2 separate regions of the Mus musculus genome follow, and region 2 is linked to region 1. The links are chromatin contacts, called in public promoter capture Hi-C maps. All regions are on one chromosome and are shown on one strand. Each heading gives the region's core, a stretch centred on a gene start, on an enhancer-like site or on the middle of the called end of the contact. The rest is flanking DNA. Distances are from core to core; before and after follow the strand shown. Region 1 has its middle 32 kb from the start of Gm31843. Region 2 holds the start of Rab11fip1 (RAB11 family interacting protein 1 (class I)).

Region 1 (6,843 bases), core at 2,411-4,910:
AAAAATGTTCTCAGTTCTCTTTCATGCAGGAAACTTGGATGCCTTTGCTGATTATTTTAGTTTTATGGTGCTGTGGATTGAACTCAGGCCCTTGCATGTTCTAGGCAAGAGCCCACTTCCAGTCCAATATAGAAAACTCCTAGGATGTCTGATGCCAGTGTCTCACAGGATAGACTTGATTTACAGTGTGTGATAGAGAAAAAGGTCACTCCAACCTTCTAGAGCATTCCTGAGGATTAACATATTAAGGAGCCATACTATACAAGACAGTGGCTACTAGCCACATGACATTAAATGGCAGCCACAAAGTCAAATGGTCTAAAAGTAAGCAAAATAAATCTGCTGAAATGACAATGATCATATATAGAACCTAATAGCTTTGGGCCACTCTTTGATCATCCTGAAATGGTCTATGACAGCAGTTCTTAACCTGTGCGCCTTGAACTCTTGGTGGCAGGGAGTGTCAAATGACCCTTTCCCAGGGGTTGCATACTAGATATTAACATAACGACTCACAACAGTAGTAAAATTACACTTATGAAGTACCAAGGGAAAAATTCTATGGTCTGGGGGTCCCTACACCACGAGGAACTATATTAAGGGCTGCAGCATCAGGAAGGTGGTTAGGAACTAATCTGTAGGATGGAGGTACTCTGGAACTTCGGAACTCCTCAGTTCTTCCACTGACACCCCCCCTCCCCAGAGGACTAAGTCCACTTGTCTTACCCTCTTCCCAGAGCCATGAACCTCATGGCCAAGGTCAGCTACCCGAGCCTCCAGAACTCCTGAAGGAGCTGACAGCCACAGAGATGTGTGGTGGAGGCTCTCCACTCATCACCATCCTGGACAAGAGATTCCTGGCTTGCTTCACCTCACAGAGCTGGTGAGTGGCACAGTAGGGAATTTTTTTTTTCTTTTTTTTGAAACAAGTGTTTTTCTGTGTAGCCCTGGCTGTCCCGGAACTCACTCTATAGACCAGGCTGGCCTCGAACTCAGAAATCCGCTTGCCTTTGCCTGCCAAGTGCTGGGACTAAAGGCGTGCGCCACCACTGCCCGGCCATAGTAGGGATTTTAGACTGGCTTTGACTTGGCCAGCTTGAGCTTGCTCACTCTCTCAGCCCAATCATTCTACCATGGGGCGTGAAGTCTAGTCACAAGTTTCTTCCAGTAGGAAGTCTCCTGCAGAGTCCTCAGTCCTCCACAAGGCTACTCTATCAACCAGTCCCTCTCTTCCCCTGGCCAGGACATTCTGACCCCTCATTGCTACCACTAAAGCCAGCAGCAGCAAAGGGAATTCCAAAGACTCACTGTATAAAAAGTTCTTCCTTTCGTGGCGGAGGGTGGAAGGGCAGGGTCCTGTCTGGCTTCGTGAAGGGCTTTTCTGAGTGTCTGGTAAGGCTAGCTGCAGGGGCCTTTCAGAGTAAACCCGGCAATGAACCTTAGGTATGACCTCCCTCAGGACCACAGAGGAAGGGAGCTGCTTTCAAGGTGGGTCAGGAACCCAGGCAGCCTTTATATCCATGCATCCCAGAGAATGCCCACAGATTTGGGGTCACCTGGGGGTCTTTGGGCCACTCTCTTGCTCTATACCAGAAGTGTGTACAATCACTAGGCGGTCTCTCCTCTCTCCTCTCAATGTACCTGAGTGTGTACATTTACGTAAGGCTCCTGCAGTGAGCAGGGAAAAGATTAAGGTGAGGTAAGAAGATGTCTAAGCTGGGAGTGGAGGTACACACCATTGACCCCAGCCCTGAGGAGGGAGAGGCAGGGCATCCACTGGGAGGAGGTTCTTTCTTGCCTTCATGTGGGTTCTGGGGATATCCAAGTTATACTAGAATGTTTCTAAACACAACAGATATTTACATTCGAACTATTTGCCCATTTCACTGTCACGGAGCATCCCAAAGATGCAGGGAGATATTTAAGGGTTCAGTTTGGAGTATATTGACCCTAAATCAGTGGTTCTCAACCTTTTTAGTCCTGCAGCCCTCGAACACAGTTCCTCAGGTTGTGGTGACCCCTAACCGTAAAATGATTGTCTTTGCTACTTTGTAACTATGACTTTGCTACCATCATGAGTTATAATGTAAATATTTAGAAAGACAGGCTTGCCAAAGGGGTTGAAAGTTGCTGCCCTAGACTGATACATAAATAACTCTTACCATGATGGGCTCAGACCACTGGCTAATGCATGTGGGTATCAGCCAGTATTTTCCAAGCTTCCATAATTGTCTTAGGGATCGGTACCCCAAATCAGTATGTCTTTTATCATCATCTTTTGTACCTTGGTGAATCTTGGGCTGGTAAATTGTCCAGTGGCTCAAAGACAAAGCAAGTAATTTCTGAGTGTCCCGACCTTGCCCCAGGCCTCCTGGACTTAATTCTATTAGCCTGAATCTATTCCTTGCGCATAATCTCAGAATCGGGCACAGTATTTTCCTGTGTTACTTACTGTCAGGATTGCAATTCCCATTATTATTTTATAAATCAGGGCTTTTACCCTAACAATGCAGAGGGCCAGTTTTGGTGGTGATTGTACTCTAATGGACCAATCTGGCCGCAATTGCGATATAAATAGACGAAAGCACTTGGTTAATTTCTACAGAAATTAGGATAGCAGCAAGAGCAAATATTGGATGGAGGGAGACAGCATCCACTTAGGCTGCAAGCCAAGGTCTTTAGAAGAGCACGGATTAGAGGCTAAATTCCAAATTTAAAACCTTCTGCTAACGGCTCACTCAGTTTCACCCACCTCTCTCCATGAAGGGCTTGGACCCAGAGATCAACAGATGGTGGAACCGTGTGGCACTTCCCTTTTGCCGGAGGCATCTCAGAGACCCTGGGCAGCCCGAAGGAAAAGGCGAAGCCTACTGTATACGGGGTTCACCTACAAACCTAGCACCCTGTGTTGGGAGGTGAGGCAGGCTTTTTTTTTTTTTTTCCTTTTTTAGTGACTGCCACTTCTATGGTGCCTGGTAAGGCTAGCTGCAGGGCCCTTTGGAGGGCTCTTTAAGGTCATAATGCAGAAGACTGTCACCTGCGATGGGACACTGAAACACCAAGACTACAGCCCCTCACAGGCCATGAAAAGCACAGGCTACCGCTTGGGTTGTTGGCCAAATATGGAGAAATTACCAGGGGCCTAACAAGCAGCTTAATGGGTGTAGTCCATTATTACAGGCCAGGGCCATAGGAGGCTTCCATGAAATGTATTTGGGGTGGAATTTTTTTTTTTTTTATCATTCCAGCAGCTACACAGGAGAAAAGGGGGTCACACCCAGAGGATCTGATCTGGTTTTTCTAAACTGGTCTAAGTTCTCCTGTTTAAACAGCCAAGTCAGCCCTAGTAGGCAGCAATGTATTGATTTTTTTTTTTGGCACTGCCAGAATCAATCTGAACAAAGCCATTCAGCGCTACGTAGAAGCCAGCTGAACTCAGACAAGCAGGGTGGACTCTTTCTGTTAAGCTCTTGAGCAATCAGCAAAATGGCTTCGATGCTGTCTCCACTGAGGAAATTACATATATAACTGTAACCCCCTGCTTTCAATTTCATCCCAGTTCCTTACATCCCCCTTACTTCTACCTCTATACTCCTGAGCCCCTGAGAAGATGGCAGCAGGTAAGAATACAGGGTGATGAGAGGCTCTTGTATGCACTGTCAAAAGTCTCTTTCGGTAGGATTATGAACCCCTGACCTCTGACCCAGGGTTCAAAGGCAGATTGATTATTTCCTTGAATAAAATTGATTGTCCGGTTGTACATTATATGGATATTTTAAGACTTTCCCGACTAATACTATCTGACCATCAGCTTACCCCCTCGCCTCTTGATAGTCATAGACCTTTCTAGGTGGATCCATGCTGACCGTTAAGACAGTTTTGGCTTTTTCCTTCCCTGCTCCCTGTGGTAATATCTGGGTTTATCATGTAATATTTCTCAGAACTCCCCGAACATTGGTTGACCCAGAAGGCCAGTAGAATGTAGTATTAACATCCTCAGGGGTAGTTAAGTTGCTTTTATGTAGCTGTGACCAAAAAACCCATGAGAACAACTCACCAGAGGGGAAGAAGGGGGAGCTTTCTGGCTCACAGTTATGTGGTCTTATGTGCTTTGGCGGAATATCGCAGTGGTAGGAGAATGCAGCAGAGGGACCTCTTCGTCACAGGAAGGGACTGGGTGGAAGCCCTAAGGATCTGACCCCATGACCTACTTCCTGTAGCTAGGGCTCATTTCCTAAAGTGTCTAGAACATCTCAAAATACCACCAGTTGCTAGGGGTCAAGTGTCCATCAGATGTGCTCCCCGGGGGGGGGGGCATTTTGTATCTAAACTGTAACTGGGCAAGACAGGGCATTTCTAGCAGCTGTTTGTCTGTTGGCTGTCTATCCTCTCTATTTGGCAGTTTCCTCACCAAAGGTTCAACAGGCTTGAGGTGGGTGTCCTCTCAGGTCTCCCCTACTGCTCGTTTTTCGTGACACGCTCTGCTAAGGCTCTCCCAAGGCTCCCCCAACCCTCTTCCATCCTCTTCAGCAATTTTGTACCAACTCTGATGTTCTGACCAGCATGGTTTGACTTCTACAGAAACACCACCCTACCAGATAAGATGAAGTGCCCGGAGCTCTGTTAGAGTCAATTTTGTGCAAGGTTAATGTGATCTCCCTCATCCTGGCCATTGAAGTCCTGGCAATTCTAGATTCTTCATGCCCCAGGATGCCCTGTTGGTGCAAGGGTTAATACCACCTGTCAGAACCCCACGGGGATTGGACTGTGTCTGGAGGTAGTGAGTTTTAAACATCTCATGCTAGAAGACAGAACGTTTCTTTTACTTTAGCTTTTATTGGGACTTTAAACGTAGCCAAGGCATTAAAGAAAGAGGAAGGGGGAAAAATAAACTTGGAAAGCTTTTATACTTTTTGTAAAAAAAAAAAAATCATTTCTTTTTTTTTTTCTTTTTTTAACCATTACCCAAATCTCCTCCAAACACACAGACCCTACAGTATCCCTATTAAATTATATAGAGCGAGTCCAGCCCTTGACTGTCAGCGGGGCCCATCATTCCTAATTTATCGCCCCAGGAAACACAGTACAATTATGGTAATAAATAATAATAGGATTCAGTACATGACAACATGAATGATGGAGCCTCTCAGAATTCATTTACATTGCTTTGTGTTGCAATCATCGTGCCTCTAATGTAACGCCAAGCAAATGAGCCCCTTTGAATATTGTGCAATCTATCGCAAGTCAACTGGCACAAAACTCACTCAATAAATCATGTTCAAACACATGCCTGTAATGACAGGTAAATCAACAATGAAGTAATTGCATTTAATGTATTGAAATACTGGACAAAAAAAACCCAGTGACCTCAAAGTGACTTTTTGTAAAAGGTATGATATAGTTGCAGAGGGAGAGAGCTCTCCTTCCCGGGAGTCTTGCAGTGCTCAGATGCACACGCCATTGCTGAGGCTGCTGTCCCTGGGCAAGCCCTGATTTACTGCCTTCACTCCGCAGTGAACACCGGAGCAGGCTGCCAGACACTTCAAGAAGGTGTTTGCCAGCATGGATGAGAGAGTCACAAGCTCCAAGCAGCGCAACCTCTCCTCCACCCGGGCTGTCGCCCACTCAGAAAACCTTCTGAAGGGGGCAGGGAGAGCGCTGTGTCAGGAGCCAGAGGGATGTGGCTCCGCCCTGCTCCGGGACTCAACTAGATTGCTCTACAGCTTTAGCCAAGCTCTTCCGCCTTTCGGCCCTTTATGAAATGAAGCATCTGGATCGTCATGTCTGAAATTCACTGCAATTCTAACATTCTCTGAAGCTCTGATTCCAATTAGGGCGGGGGGTGGTGTCTTTGCTTTTAAGCGGAAAATAAAAATAATAAAAGCCTGGGCTCTTCTTGCCCCCGAGTGTCGGAGGCACTGGTTTGAATCAGCGTGCATCTCTTCATCATTGTTTCTGTCGCCGAGGACCTGTGTGCTTCTAATTTCTGTGAAACTTGGGCCCTGCCCCTTTCTGGGCAAGCAGACAAGTCTGAAAATAGGTCCCCAGGGGTTGTGTGGATGGATAACAGACAACATGGAAATGACAGCCTTCCCTACATTCCCCATCCTTTCCACCCCAGCTCCCCTCTTCCCAGGGACCATGTCAAAGAGAGATGAAGCAGAGCCTCTTCGAAGCCAAAGGCCACTTAAGAAACTTTTCCGCTCTTGTAGAAAACTCACTCTTGGCCGAAGGCTGCTCCAGATCAGCCCTGCCTGCAGTGTCTGTCCCTCCCCACCCCTGGCCCCTCTCAGTGGAGCCAGCTGGTTTTATATTGCTCTGCTATGAAGAAGGGGGATGACGGAGGAGGAAATCACACTACACTTTGAGGAGGAAGACCTGGCTAAGTTCAAGCTCGATGATTTACTTGAAAGGTGGCTTTATAGATGTCCCTTCGTAGTTTTGTCCACTGTTCCATCTGTAAAGCCATGGTGCTATTTTTGGTGGCTCCAACCAGGTTTTTGTAGGGAGTGTGACAGACAGATGCGAAATGGTCTTTGTTGGTTGTAAAACACAATATAAAACCAATTTTTTTTTATGATGATAAGGAAGGAAAAAATATCTGAGACAAGGGCTGCCCTCAAGTAACGCTTCTTACCAGAAAATTATCTTAGTTATTTAACTGGGTATTGTTCTCATCTGAAACTCCTATGGGGTGGGGATGAATAGAGGAGGAGCTATGAGGGTCTGGTCTGCATCATTCTTAACTTAGAAGCCCCTTGAGCAACAATAACCAGCATTTACTAAGTGCATTGATAAAGGATGTCTTTTCTCTCCTTGAGTAAATTATAATAAAATGCTGTA
Region 2 (6,931 bases), core at 1,048-3,547, 820 kb after region 1:
TTGTGACTGAGTGGTAAGCAGCTCATGTGACAGAAACAGGAGTGGCCATGTAGGTGTAGGGTTACCTTAGAGAAAATGAGGAAGAGGGATACAGAGAAGAAAGAGAGCTTAAGGAGGTTTTCATCCCTCACACAGCAGCGCAGGACCTTTTGAACCTTTCCCCTGGCTTCATTAATCCAGGAAGCAGCAACTCTTTACAAACACCAATTAAGGGTAGCAGCATGCTCCATTTATAAATAGGGAAACTGGGGTGTTTGGAGCCAGAGGAGCCCAGCTATGAGTCAGGGGCTAGTGGACGTCAGACCTAGGACTGGGAAACCCCCATCTCCAGCATGGAGATGCAATCTATCTTGCAAGGGGAATGAAATAGTCATATAAGAAACAGTTAAACAAGAGACGTGAACATCCATCTTGGAATGGGGCGAGATGAAGAGCTGGCAGTCAAGCCCTGCAAATGGCATTGAATCCAGAGAGGAAATAAAGTTAACTTCGGCTTCCCTTCCGCAGATACAGTCTGGCTTGTAAGACGCTGTGTTCAGAAATGCCTATTCATCGGTGGCCACAAAAACGACATCAGGTATTTCAATTCTAAACATTGCTTGCTGAAACAGATCCTACCCTAGCCTGGAAAATTCAGCTCCTCTGAATCCTGCCCCATCCCAAGACAAAGTTAAAAGGCCCAGTGTACCTGAAGTACCAGGAAGGAACATAAGGATATGTTTTTCGGCCCAGGGGGGTTTGGTTGTTAACAGAGCTGGCATCTATAAGGTCAAGCAAAGTACCCAGTTAGGCTAATCCAAGCTCTTTGGTACACGAGATAACCGTAATCAAAGGTTCCATTGGTTAAAGTGCCCTTTGCAAACACCAGTGAACAAAATAAAATAAAGTAAAATAATCTGAAGACTTTCAAGTGGCCGGGCGTGGTGGCACACGCCTTTAATCCCAGCACTCAGGAGGCAGAGGCAGGCGGATTTCTGAGTTCAAGGTCAGCCTGGTCTACAGAGGGAGTTCCAGGACAGCCAGGGCTACACAGGGAAACCCTGTCTCGAAACAAACAAACAAACAAACAAACAAACAAACAAAAGACTTTAACGTGAACTGGAGTTTGCCTAACTTTTTCTGCAAAATTAGGATGTCCTGTCAGAACCTTCAATTAAGGGGCCACAGGTAGGCTAGTGAGTAGCCACGGTACCAGGAATTAGAACCAGACAGAATTTACCAAACTCCAAAGAGCAACAACCTATTCTACTCACTTCTACTGAGTCAGTAACAGATCTTGGAACAATCATCGACCACTAATTCAGATCCCAGACAAACAACAAACTGTTCTAGCGTTCATTCCGAGGGGTCGAATCAGATGGGCATGAGAATCAGCAATCACCAGGCTGGTGGTTTTTTTCCCCCACTCTTGTCCTCCCAGGATCGTCCAGCTCTGGGGGCCCTAGGCTTTCACTCCAAATAGCTACCCTCCCTGGCCCAAGGGTTCTCAGCTCAAAGCCTCTCAAGTTCAACAAAATACTCAGGGGAGCGTCCATGCAAGATAAAGCGGATACCCCACCTAATAGGAATTCTCCTACCTGCATATTATTTCAGTTCACCAAAACTTCATCTAGTGCTTAGTGTGCTGTGCGGTCTAAGGGCGCCCTGAGGATTCAAAGGTTCTCCTATCTTCCAAAAGCCCCCATAACTGGGAAAGCTGGAAACTGACAGCCCGAAGAGAAGCTGGGTTAGGTGAGCCTGCGGGCGAGGGGGAGCCAAGGGCCATCCTCCCATAGCGCGGTAGCTGCCACTCTCGCCCCCAAGGTGCACTGCCCGAGCGTCCTTCCTCCCCTGGACTCCCCGCGCCCTGCAGCCACTCACTGCTTCTTCCTGCGGCCCTGGTCCCGGTGCAGCTCCCGCAGGTCCACCTCGGCGCGGCCCAGGAACTTATCGAGACCGAGCAACGCGCGGTGCAGGACGGTGAGCTGCAGGGTGGCGGCGGCGGCCGGCGCGGCCCCGGAGGACAGCAGCGGAGGCAGCTCGAAGGTGGCTTCCTCGCGCCACACGGGCGCGCCCAGGCTGCGCTCCGACACCGACGTGGCGTACTTCTCCTTGCCCACCTGGATCACCGCGTACGCGTCGCTCGTGCCCCCGGGTCCCTTGGCCCGCAAGCCCCGCGCCTGTAGCACCGTCACCTGCACGTGGGTAGGGGACCACATGGTCCCCGGGCCCCGGCCCGCTGAGGCCGCCAGGGACATGGTGGCAGACGCGGCACCAGGCTAGGAAGCCAGAAGGTAGCCGCTGTCCTCGGTCTGGACCGCCCACCGGGCTCCCGAGCCGCTTTAATGCTTCCGGCCACGCCCCCACCACGCCCCCTGCGCCCGCGCGCCACCTGCCCTGGGGGCGGGCCTCGCGGAGAAGGCGGGGACCTAAAGGTCACGTGGGCTGGCGCAGCCTGAAGAGTTTTGGATCAGAGAAGTAATGATGCACTAAGTGGTCCCCAGTTGTCTGAGTCCGTATGAGGGAACAGGAGCAAGCCTGATCCGCCTAGCAGCAGATGTGAGACTTTGCCTCAGTTTCTTCTTGCGTAAAACGAGGCGACAGTCACCCCTTGGATTGCTGTAAAGAAAGTAATACATTTAAGTTTATAGCATAGTTGCATGCCTATGGGAAGGGCTCCGAAAGTGGTAGCTATGCTTGGGTTATACCACACCACTCCAGGGATGCTTCTCCTGCTCTGGTCCCCTGGGTACTGCTCTGGAGGAAGGCGGGGAGCCAGGGATGTTGTGAGAGACTGTGTCGGGGAAGCGGAGGGTAGGTGAGGGACTAGCCTGTGCTACTCTGCCCTTACCACATAGGGTGAGGCTAGGTTAGGAAGAGCAAGAAGGGGGAACTGGAAACGGGGTTGCCAAACCGAACCCCTCGGTTCCCCATTTCTTCCTACGTAAGCCTCTTGCGTCCTCTCTGGGCTCCATCTCTGGCCTCCCACTCGGTTTTCTTGTTCCCAGTCAGTGTCTAGCAGATTGGTGACTTCCCTGAGTGTTTCGGGTCATCCTTCAAAGGCTGAAATCTCCGATGGTGAGTTATTCAGAGTGGAAATGTAACTTTGAAAGCCTTAAGGTTCAGGAAAGATGTGACACGTCCGAGTTCTTACATTAAAGCTGGGGATAGAGCCCTGGTGCCCTGGCTCCCATGCTAGAACTGAGGACACCTCCCGCGCTACAACACTTTAAAGGTTTCCAGACACACACACACACCCCTCCCTCTCCACTGAGCTCCCTCTGGTCGACCAGCCTACTGCTTTCCCGACTTCTGGAACCCCTGCAGTGTTGAATTACCGCCAGCTGCGGTACTTCTCACTTAGACTCTTGAAGGCATTCCTTTTTTGGGTCCCACCCCTTTGTTTTCCTTGACTTCTGGGTAAACAAACCTGCAGCCTAGAGAGTTTCTCTCCCTGGGGCCCCAGCTGTCCCTTATCTACCTCACTGCTTGTCACAGATTTCCACTTGACATAGCTGCCTGAAAGACAGGTGACTTGTTTAACTCCCTGCTTCTCAGTCTTGCGGGGGGGGGGGGGGGGGGAGAAAATAGGACTGCCAAGGTGGCTGGGTCATACAGATTATGAACACCAGGATTTGGAGTTATACATCAGTGTTAGACCTGGCGAGCTAGAAAGCTCACTGGAAGGCTATGAGCAGTGGCATCCTTAAACTGAGCCCAGTTGGGAGGTGGTGGTGCCTGTGAAGAGCATGCCAGTGACAGCCATTTGCCTTCATTTCCCCCTGGGGACTGTCTGCTCTCTGTCCCATCTGCCTTCACTTTACCCATCCTTGCTGTCTATACTCAGCTGGCTGTCCTGCTTGTCCAATGGGCCCTACTAGATGAACTCTACATCTGGGGTCCAAATTGGCTTTGGAAGTTTACAGCTCTGATTCCCTCCACACTCACTTATATATATATATATATACAGGGGTTGGAGAGATAGCTTAGCAGTTAAGAGCACTTGTTGCTCTTCCAGATGACCCAGGTTCTATTCCCAGCACACACATGGTGGCTCATAACTATAGCTCCAGAGGATCTGACAGCCTCTTCTAGCCTCTGCAAGCAAAACACCCATATACATAAAATTTGAAAATTTATAAATATTTATTTTTACTATTTGTACACACACAGAGAGAGAACAAGCTGATCTCAAAGGTCTCTTTGTCCTGTCTCTGTCCTCTGGGGGCTGGGATTACAGACATGGGTCATGTTGCCCAGACTCACATTTTCTGTGCTGCTTCCACGAGAAGCAAGCAAGGATTGACCCCAAGCTGGATGAGCAAGAGGTAGCATCTCTTCTCTCGTGGAAGGGATAAAGGGAGGGAGGTGGGGCGAGAAAGAACCACGAGCGTGCGTGACCTCATGTGTTTGGGTTTCTGTCAGGCAGAGACTCTGGCTAAGAGAGATGGCAGGGTGGAAGAGGGCAGTGCCACTTCATCACCAGCACACACCAGGGCCTTTTTTTATTTTATATTTTTGACTCTCAGTTGGGGTTCGCTGAGATGCCTGGGGCTGGGCTTAGCAGTGATGGGGGTGGTGACTGATGGGGGCGGGGCGGGGGGAGGATATCAGACATGTCAATAAAGAAGGAACAAGGTGTTTTCCAGCCAGATATGGACCTACAAGATGGCTGTTTCCTCTTTTTTTTTTGGGGGGGGGGGGGGCGTCACACTGTCTTTAAGACTCAGTGACTGAGTGAGAATCTGTCTGCTTTGACAACACTGTAACCTGACTAGGGATACACGGGCACAGTGACAAAGGCTACAAGACAGACAGTTGAGAAGGTTCTGGCCGCCCACCAACTAACAGCACCACCACTCCCAGGCAGCTGGCTATCCCAGAGGCAGGTCTGCAACCATAAAGGGCCATTGGGAATGTTTGTAAATACCTCCCGAGGTCAGGGCGGAGTGAAAGAACTGCACTTCTTCCCACCTGCCCCGCCCACTCCTGGGTCCACCTGCCCCGCCCACTCCTGGTTCCAACTGAAAGAGGAAGAGAGTTTCAGTCAACCCTGAGCACACAGACAAGGTGCTGGGCAGGTTAGACTGGACAGGCAGGGCAGCCGTCGTCCTGCAAAGGCACCAAAGCGTGGCTGGGAGCAGGAAGGCTCCCGGGCCTCTCCTCAAGCAGCGGCCAGGCAGCTCCGGTCCATCAGGAATGCAGATCTGTAGAGGCCAGCCAGTAGCTTCCTCATCCGTGCTGGGGGAGGGGAGAAGAGCCAGACAAGCAAAGGGACCCTAATCACTGCTATCCTAAATTGCCAACCACCGCCCCAGGAAGGGTTAAATCCAAAATGATCACTGGGAATTTTAGGTGGGTGATGTGGCAGGCAGTCCAGAGGAGGGGCTGGAAGAGCCTGGTAATAATGGCTGCCTGTTTTCATCCTTTGCTGCAGATTCCAGGGTGTGGTGGTGACAAACGTCCTGGTACAGTGATTCATTCACCCAGCTCTTGGTAAATAGCTCTCTAGCCTCTTGTGTCCAGATGCCTTGGCACCTGCCCACTAGCTGGGCTGTGACTGCCTCCTGTGTGACGGTTTGAGGAGCATGCAGGTTGGTTTCTGTCAACCTGACGAAAAACCTGGCTATATTTGGGAAGACCCGATACTCAACTGAGAAAAAACACCTCGATCAGATTGGCCTTATACGCGTGTCCCTGAAGTATTTTCTTGATTAGTGATTGATGTGAGAAGGCCCAGCCCACTGTGGGTGGTGTTACCACCCCTGGGCAGGTGGTCCTGGGTTGAATTAAAAAGCAGACTGAGCCGGGCATGGTAGCCCACGCCTTTAATCCCAGCACTCAGGAGGCAGAGGCAGGCGGATTTCTGAGTCCGAGGCCAGCCTGCTGGTCTACAGAGTGAGTTCCAGGACAGCCAGGGCTACACAGAGAAACCCTGTCTCGAAAAACCAAAAAAAAAAAAAAAAAAAAAGCAGGCTGAACAAGCCAGTAAGCAGCATCCTTCTATGGCCTCTGCTTCAGTTCCTGCCTCTGAGATCCTGCCTTGAGTTCCTGTCCTGACTTCTCTTGGTGACTGACTATGAGCTGACCAGGGCTACACAGAGACCTAGCTGCTTTTACGCATGGTGTTCATCACAGCAACTGAAAACAAACTATGACAGGGAATGAAGAATTATTTCTCGGCTGACTCATGGAGGAAGTGCAGGTCTCCATCATCATTGTCCTGTGTGTCTTAGAAGAGGAGCTCTGGTCTTGTATTCATGAAGCCCTGGATTCAATGCACAGTATTGCCAAAAAGAAGGAGGAGGAAGAGAAAGAGGAGGAGGAAAAAGAAGGAGAAGGAGGAGGAGGAGGAGGAGAAGGAGGAGAAGGAGGAGAAGGAGAAGAAGAAGAAGAAGAAGAAGAAGAAGAAGAAGAAGAAGAAGAAGAAGAAGAAGAAGAAGAAGAAGAAGAAGAAGAAGAAAATACACAACCGTCCCCCAAAAGTTTTAAAATAAAAAAACTGGCAGAAATGGATGGGGATAATGTCCATTGATGTTTTCTGCATCCTTGATGCCTCTGGTGAACAAGCCTGTGTCATTGATAGTGTAAAAGTGTCATCAAGACCTCTCAGAGTGCCGGGCGTGGTGGTACACGCCTTTAATCCCAGCACTCCGGAGGCGGAGGCAGAGGCAGGCGGATTTCTGAGTTCGAGGCCAGCCTGGTCTACAAAGTGAGTTCCAGGACAGCCAGGGCTATACAGAGAAACCCTATCTTGAAAAAACAAAAACAAACAAAAAAAAAAGACCTCTCAGAGAAAGCTCTAGATTCCTCTATAACCCCATGTCCATAGAAGAGAGGTGCCCCCACTTCCACTCTTTCTGTACAAAGACCTCCTGTGTCTCCTCTTTTCTAGTTTGTTCCTTGGTGCTTTGATTGAGCACTGTTTTCTTCTCTTGTACACAGGAAATAA

The links. Promoter capture Hi-C pulls out the DNA fragments that hold promoters and counts their contacts.
Region 2: a contact with region 1 is called in a promoter capture Hi-C map of liver, with 2.6 times the contacts expected there. The contact joins the promoter of Rab11fip1 here to the enhancer-like site in region 1. A contact is called at or near these places in 6 of 39 promoter capture datasets (the 3T3-L1 cell line, cranial neural crest, hippocampal neurons and 2 more) and 2 of 484 Hi-C or Micro-C datasets (myocytes and rod photoreceptor).

What each region holds. Positions count from the first base shown.
Region 1 is chr8:26,346,646-26,353,488 of GRCm38.p6, forward strand. No RefSeq gene overlaps it. Among named protein-coding and RNA genes, the nearest start is that of Gm31843, 32 kb to the right of the region's middle. Within about 2 kb of position 3,661, at least 16 of the 459 cell types and tissues checked have an H3K27ac peak or open chromatin away from gene starts, as enhancers often do. A contact at or near this core is called in liver, where this site is marked.
Region 2 is chr8:27,172,349-27,179,279 of GRCm38.p6, forward strand. Rab11fip1 (RAB11 family interacting protein 1 (class I)) reads right to left here and starts at 2,298. Exons shown (of 6, transcript NM_001080813.2): 1 at 1,861-2,298. The coding sequence starts at 2,237.